Linked DNA regions of Mus musculus: region 2 is linked to region 1. A link is a contact called in public HiCAR-type data. All regions are on one chromosome and are shown on one strand. The core of a region is the stretch at or near the end of the contact, and the rest is flanking DNA. Distances in the headings are between cores, read along the strand shown. Region 1 holds the start of Slc40a1 (solute carrier family 40 (iron-regulated transporter), member 1). Region 2 holds the start of Slc39a10 (solute carrier family 39 (zinc transporter), member 10).

What was found. HiCAR-type assays count read pairs that join an accessible place to other places.
Region 2: a contact with region 1 is called in a HiCAR-type map of astrocytes, with 3 times the contacts expected there. The contact joins the promoter of Slc39a10 here to the promoter of Slc40a1 in region 1. A contact is called at or near these places in 1 of 39 promoter capture datasets (neutrophils) and 1 of 115 datasets of contacts at active chromatin or transcription factors (astrocytes).

The regions. Positions count from the first base shown.
Region 1 is chr1:45,923,777-45,927,758 of GRCm38.p6, reverse strand. It overlaps Slc40a1 (solute carrier family 40 (iron-regulated transporter), member 1), which reads left to right and starts at 2,165. Exons shown (of 8, transcript NM_016917.2): 1 at 2,165-2,538; 2 at 2,975-3,042. The coding sequence starts at 2,496.
Region 2 is chr1:46,851,986-46,855,967 of GRCm38.p6, reverse strand. Slc39a10 (solute carrier family 39 (zinc transporter), member 10) reads left to right here and starts at 2,350. Exons shown (of 10, transcript NM_172653.3): 1 at 2,350-2,497.

The DNA of each region.
Region 1 (3,982 bases), core at 916-3,415:
GACACACGCCTGTTATTCCAGTGCTGGGGAAGCTGAGGCAGAAGGATTCTGAGTTCAGAGCTGGTATGAGTAACTTAGATTCTGTCTCATAAATATCATATTGAAATGAATTGAGAAATAGTTTTGGGGGGCACTTATTTTTTGTTTTTGAAAACTGGTTTAAAACATGCATGACTTGTTTAGTTATGATTACATTGATAAGAAAGTTATATATTTTCTGTTCTGAGAGGGAAAACATTGCTTTTGGATGAAACTTTACTTTTCAATCAGTGAAATGTTTCTGTGGTAGGAGGAAGAGCCAGTGGTGTCTTGTGACTGAGCTATGCTTTCTAATCTGGAATGTCAAGGCCAGGAAACTCTGTCACTTGTGTACTCCAAGCGTTCTGAGAATTTTTATTCCATTTTCTATTTTAACTCCTTCTATGTCATGAGCTCCAACAATACACTAACTATTCATTCCCAACGACTAGGATAGGAGCCCTGGCCAAGTCCTCAGATATTGAATGCTTTTTCTGTCTATGAATCTTGCTCATTTGCTGCTTGCTTCACTGTGGGACCCCACCTGTTCTTAGCACTCTCCTAGTTTGGGCTTCTGAGGACTCCTTGGTGACAATGGGGAACAGAAGCTCCCCATTGATGACAATGGAGAACACATCACACTTTGAAGCACGCATCAACTGAGCTCCTGTTTCTCAGAGTCTTCTGACTAGATGTGGGGGATAGCTCTTAAGGCACACTGTACTTAATGCAAAGGGCATGGAGATCCTGTTATTGGCACATACGTGCAGGGAATCAGGATAGTTTGTATTCTGAAGATCAACAAAATTAAAGGAAAGGAAGGAAGGGCTGGGGGAAGAGAGAGACAGAGAGACAGAGAGACAGAGACAGAGAGAGACAGAGAGAAAGAAACCGTCAGAACTTGCTAGATGATCCCTTCCTAAGTGCTTCATGTAAGCACACTTTAGGTTTACTCCAAAAGACATTTGGATATACTACCCCATTTTGCAACTTCAGCAGACATACCCGAACCTGCGATAGAGGAGAAAGGACTTAAACGTTTTGTGTGTCAGGAGAGAGAAAGGTTTGCAAAGGACAAAAAGCGGTTGCAGTAGCAAAGCCCTATCTCGGTTCTGCAGACCTCATCCTAACGAATCCAGCTGCACCCCGCCCGCAAAGACCTTTGGGGCTTCTGATAGAGAGTCCAGATACAAGGCCTGTGCTCATGAGTGGCTCTCTTCATTACCAGGTGTCATTCTGGCAGGGCTGGAAGAGTGCAAGCCGGTTGGAGTTTCAATGTTTAGGATCACTCTTGAAGTGTTGACAAACCTGACAAAGGTAAGGGAAGGGAAGGGCTGACACAAGAAGCAGGTATGCCCTGGGGAGGAAACGGAGGTCATTAGAGGCTTACACCTGGTGTGTATTCACCTGTCCCCCCAGGAGGCTACCAAAAGGGCTTTATCTGCACGGGGCCAGACCCAGGGTCCCAACTGGGACAACCGGTATTCCTGGTTACTTCCCTTCAGCACTTGGAGCCTGTGGAGTAGCCAAAGAGGCAGGAGCGGCTAGGGTTAGAACTCAGAGGGAAAGGACAGTGAAGGGCGCTGCCTCCTTGCAGTGCCTGTGGCACAGAAGGCGGCCTGCGTTCGATCACTGGGCTGCGCGGGGCTACATTGTGATCTTTGAGCCTGCTTCCTGAGCTTTGATTCCGCAGCTTTTGAGAGAGAGCCCTCTCTATAGTTCGGAGAAGGAAAACATTCTGCGCCGCAGGCAGGCCGGACATGACTTGTATTTACTTAGCTACCTGCATTCCGAAGGGTAGCTAGGGTGGGAGGCTCCTTTTTTTCCGCGCCAGCTCCCGCTGAGCTTTGCCTAGGGACTGTCCGGCAATCTGGTGGCCAGAGAGAAGAGCTTCCTTCTAGCACCTGCCAAACGACTTTGTGCAAAATGTTTCTGTAGTGTCCCCTCGGGGTCCGCATACAGTCCCCGTCCTACTGTGCGGGTCACCCCTTGGCTTCTCCTGCGGTAGCCCAGCCAAAGCGCAGGTTGTTTGCGCCTCCTGGGAGGGCGGTGGGAGCGTAGCTGGCGCGGACCTGGACGTCCAGCCGCGAAGGGCGGTCCCTGCTCTCTCAAGCTCCGCCCCCGGCTCCCTATAAGCCGCTGCCCTGCCCGCGGCGGTGGCGGCGGCGGCGGCGGCGGCGAGAGCAGGCTCGGGGTCTCCTGCGGCCGGTGGATCCTCCAACCCGCTCCCATAAGGCTTTGGCTTTCCAACTTCAGCTACAGTGTTAGCTAAGTTTGGAAAGAAGACAAAAAGAAGACCCCGTGACAGCTTTGCTGTTGTTGTTTGCCTTAGTTGTCCTTTGGGGTCTTTCGGCATAAGGCTGTTGTGCTTATACTGGTGCTATCTTCGGTTCCTCTCACTCCTGTGAACAAGCTCCCGGGCAAGAGCAGCTAAAGCTACCAGCATCAGAACAAACAAGGGGAGAACGCCTGGTGTCATGACCAAGGCAAGAGATCAAACCCATCAGGAAGGATGCTGTGGTGAGTTGAGTAATCGAATGTTTCAAATGGTGGGAATGCAGGTGGGGACGGGGAGATGTAGTTCCATGAGGGTTGACTTGGGTTTTGATGGAGGGTGAAGAAGAATATAAACTCATAGTTTGAATAAAAGAACTTACATATAGGCAGGGATAGAGTAACCTGGGCAGGGTGAAATTTCTTGCATTAAAAAAACAAACCCCACCAAAGTTAAGGAATGTTGAAACAAGAGTTTCTTCACTGCCTGAAGTTGGGGCGGTTATTGACCAAGAGACAACGCTGAATCTTAAGTGGATGCTATTAAGTAAACTGAATGCATCAGTCTTGTAAGTGACCTGTTTAAAAAAATCAGACTTAATTACGACCAAAAGCAAATTCTAATCTGAGCACATTGGGGTGCTTAAACACGTTTTTTAACTTGTTCTCTGTGCCTTTCTAGGATCCTTAGCAAACTACCTGACCTCAGCAAAATTCCTCCTCTACCTTGGCCACTCTCTCTCCACTTGGGTAAGTGAGAATGCACACAGTTCTTGAGACATCGTTGCACAAGCTGTTGTTTACTCTCATCGGAGACAGTTGTATTGGAGAACTTGCAGTTTTCTCATTCCGTTAAGTAAATAAATCGTTCTAAAACACATGTTTCAACAAAAACGTTGTTTTCTTCAAAGATGTTTCCCATGAGTGTTAGTAAATTTTACTTAATAGTGAAATTCTAAAGCTTTACATAGACCGACAACTGTTTGAAACAAGATCCACAAGGACAGGAAAACTTGCATAGTTACTAGGGTTGGTAAATTCTAACTGGGCCTCCTACTGAACTGGAAAGGTATTTCATGGGCCCTCTTGGGTTTACGTCTGGTACCAGCATGCAGCATTATAGAAACAGAGTACAAGGGTAGACTGGCGAAAACTGGCATAATAGGATTACAATAGTATTGTAAGATGAGTTTAAGTATACCTAATCAATGATCAAACATCTAAATGATAACAGCTCTAATCTTCGAAGTTGTTATCTGTGGCTACTTAATTTGTGGGTAGTGTTAAAAGCCACCACCCAATGAAAATTAGCTATGGATTCACAGTTCTTCCTTTGGCTTCCTATGGGAGAATCTCAGTTTTTCTGCTGGCCTGGGATCCTCTATCAACTCCTCGATACTCATTAGCAGGCTGGCTGTGCTCAATGGATAATTATTAGAAACTGTCGGGTTAAACAATCATTCTTACTGCTTAAAAGCATAAACATATTCTGTGCGTTACAAATAAGGAAAATGAATTTCTAAAGAATATTTTGAAGTGCTAATTTCTTTTTAATGAAATCCCCTATTGATTGATTTATAAGACGTGAATGGAAACCATCATGAGGAAATGTATTCCCTATGCCATTGGGAAATTAAGTTGGGTTGTTGGCTCTCTAAGGAATAGCAGTCCTAGATAACTTTTTAGAAAA
Region 2 (3,982 bases), core at 1,101-3,600, 930 kb before region 1:
TTTCTAGGATGATCCAAATCTATTTGGTCATGTGAGAATCCGTGTTTAGATTCAAGTGTATTAAGGAGATTTTTTTTTTTTAGAAATCATTTATTATTACTAATCTTGATTCATGAAAAGAACAACTGGGTTTGAAAGGTCTGATTTCTTAGAATCTCTCCTGCCCTTTGTAGATTTCATTACCACCATAACTGTGTTGTGGATGGTGAGCACTTTCTCAAAATTAGAAGGGAAGCTGGGCCTCTGTCCTGGGCTTCCTTTAGTGACAGTTAAAGTTCAAGGTGGGGTGTGATTTGTATGCCCATTGTTATATTTGGCTCTTTCCTAATCCTTGGAAGAACTAAAAGATTCATTGGATTCACTATATTGCCTCATAGAAGTAAAACGGTTACCTTTAAATTTCAGATACAGATACATGAAATAATACCGTGACTGAAGCTTTTAGCACTTTAGTTGCCACAATCTGAAATTCTCGAAAATCTTGAAAGGACTGTGAGAGATTGAGGAGTATGGAGGAATCCCATTAACAGCTGTAGCTACTAACTGCTCTCCATGGTCATACTTCAGTGTTTAACCAAGTATTTAGATGTACCTGTGCAAACCAGGTGAACATTGGTTTTGTAAACAAATAGCCCCAAATCACTGCTCGAAACTTGACTCAAGGGCTCTAACTTATTTGAAAAATGTTTATAAATATATATATATATATATATATATATATATATATATATATATATATATATATTGACAATGTGTTTAATCAAATAATTAGAAGCCTTAAAATACCATGGCAAATTGGATATTTTAATGCTTTGTACCCAAAGGATCTACTGGTAAACTCTATACAACTTAAGTCATTACTTTTTGTGTAATCCCCAGCTTAATTCATGGGTCTGAGGACTGTGGTCACTCTGCTATCTTCTTCCACTAATGTTGAGGCCTGAGGACTTATCAGAATGTCTTCCTTTGACAGCAGAGAAAGAGGAGTAGAAGAAGCTCACTGTGGTTTTAGCCACTCATTAAGCACTCGAAAGATGTTCCGTGTACAGGTAGAAAACAAAAGGCAAAACAGCTTCTTTCATGGAGTTCAAGTCAGCGAGACAGGCCACGTAGCCATACCGAATAGGTTTGGCTTTCTATGCCCCTCCTCGGTTCTCTCAGGCAAGTTACTTATTTCCTATGACTTTATTTCCTGGGTAGTCATTCTTCAGTCTGTTAGGAATATTAAATTAATACACACGCAAAGCATGCTGGAGGTACCTGATACATAAAGCTGGCAATTACTACTGCTCAGAGTTATATGCACTCTGTTCATCCATAAAGCAAGGCCAGAATTCACTTTCACTAGTAAATACGCTCAGCTTGAATACAGAAACACAGGCATCTGGGCAGAATACAAATAAGCCTAGACATGAATTAAGAGTCAGGAAGCAGAGTAATGAATAATGAAGCAAAGAGTTTGCCGAGCCTCCTTTTAAGAAAATTGTGGGTTGTTAGTTGCTTAAGAGGGGAGGAGGCCATTGAGAATGGCGGTGTGAGCAAAGGGATCCAAGAACAGGCAGGATATAAGCATGAATGCACCGGTGTTGCTGGGCGGATGGGGGGGGGGGGGCTTGCCTTTGGGTGTAAAACTGTTCCAGTAAGAGAAGGTGGTGGGAAGTCCTTGGATGGGTACCCAAAGCTACCAGAACTACGTGACATTTTTAAACTCAACTCCTTTCTGTTTGGGAAGTCCCACTGTAAGTGCTCTTTAAATGGGGGTGCGGTGGGGGGAGTTATGCAAAACACTTTGCACATAGCACTAAAGTTTAGTTTTGCCCAGAGACTGGCACGGTCGCTGGGACAGAGGGGGCGGAGTTAATTTAATATAGATGTCTAACCCGTGTACAGATCAGCAATCCTAATTGATCACTCCGAAACTTCGGCCTAGGACGCTCGTTCTCCAGGCTTCTACGTCTCATCCGCTAGCCCAAGGCCTCAGCAACCGACGTGCGAGGCCAGGCGAGGCGACCAAGGCCGTTCCACGCATGCGTTAAAAGCCGCCCCAACTCCCCCCAATCCCCGAGGAGTCCTTTCTCAGAACAAAACTAGCGCGGAGCTACAGAGCTCCGCAATTTGCGTAGATCTAATTTCTTCCAGTTGCCGCCAGTCGGTGTAGCTCCCGCCGGTGCCGCCGCTCTCCTACGCCAGGCGCGTCCGCGAAGTGAATGGCTGAACGCTGCCGGTGCGCCGCCGGCGTAGCGCCGATCAGGCCGAGGTGCGGCTGCGCAGGGCGCCCGAGCGGGCCGGGTGCGCCGCCGGCGTAGCGCTGAGGCGGCCAGGGTGCGGCTGCGCAGGGAGCCGGAGCAGGCTGAGTGCGCCGTCGGCGTAGAGCGCCGGCTCTCGCGCTAGGCTCCGCGACGCAGATAGCGCAGGCGGCTTTGGAGAATACACGACTGGGTGCAGCCGGGGTTTGGTACCGAGCGGAGAGGAGATGCACACGGCACTCGAGTGTGAGGTAACTATAAAACCCCGATTTGTTTACATTCCCTCCCCCAGAACCGGCCCCGTGCGCGGCGGAGCCTGGGAGTCCCGGGACGGCTGGGGAGGCTGGGCGGCCGGGTTGGGGCTGGCACCGGGGCCTCTGGGTTGGGACGCGTGTGTTCGCAGCTGCTGCAGGCGGTGGCGGCGAGCAGGAGAGCGGCGCGTGAGGCTGGGGCCAGCCGAGTGTGCCGCGTCGGCGGTGGGGGACCCGCGCCCCACGGCCTGCTGCGGGGCCGCGGAGCGGGCAGCGCCGGTTGAGGGCTGCGCGGGCTTCCCGCGGCCGCCGTACGGGGGACCCGGGACCCGAGGCAGGTCCCAGGGGCTCGTCTGCGGGGGGTAACGGACGGCGGCCGCTCAGCTCCGGGCCAACCGAAAAGGCTCGGTGGGGCGCGCGGGAACTGCGTGTGGCGCAGCCCACGGGTCCCGGAGCCGGGTTGTGGGGCGACCGTGGTGCGGCCGCGGGCTTTGTTCCCGGCCACCGGGGTGTAGGGTGGCGTGGGCGCGGTTGGGAGCGGAGGGAAGTGGCCGGCCCACCGCGGGGTCCGCATCCGCTCCACGCTTCGCTCCTCCCTTGGGGGGGGGGGGGTCTTCGGAACTCTCCAGCCTGGCGAGGCGTCGGGTGGCGTGACGTGGAAGGGCTTCCTGCGGCTTCTGAGAAGACGCGTTCACGTGGGAGCCTGTCCACATGGGCCGAGTTTAAGGAGCTGGGCACGTGGAAGAAATCTCACCGCAGGACGCCCCGCCACCGATTTGGAAGGGTCCTTCACCCCAGTGTCTGCTCCAAGTGACACAAAGCATGAGTTAAAAGACAGTACAACCCACCGTCTCCTAGAAACTTATTTATGTCTCCGTTAAGTGCGGTAACTAGCGGGTGACAGGTTTCTTGTATGTTTTCTTTTTGGATGTGTATCTAATGGTAATTAAGAAAAAGTAATACAAGAGCTGGAGGCTTAGAATTGTTAACAGTGCTATTGGGAAGCCTAAACAAAGCAGAACTTCTGTGTACAGAGTAATGTTAGGATTCCCGTAATCTACAAGTATTTGAGTACCTTGTGAGTCATTTCTCCTGGACCTTGGGAGTCCATCCCACACACCCCTCTTCCTATGTGCATTGGACATTACAGTAGGATGAAAGACACATCAGTGATAAAGTGATAAATGCTGTGAAGGAAATAAAATGTGCTGGTGGGCATTTTTAGCATTTGGTGTTTTCTAGAATAAGGGTCTTGGATTGTGACTATAGATTATTAAGGGTACATAAAGTTACATTGAAAGAGTTAATGGGAAACTATTTGGCTTTGATGGAGTAAGCCATACTTGAATAAAGCATTAAATATCAACGGTACTGGCCTGCCTAATAATGACTAACTTCAAACTAGCAAGAACTAAAAATTATACTTAAAGGATTTAAGTGTTTTGTATTACTGTAATTTTGGCCTGTATTCAGGAAGTTACATCC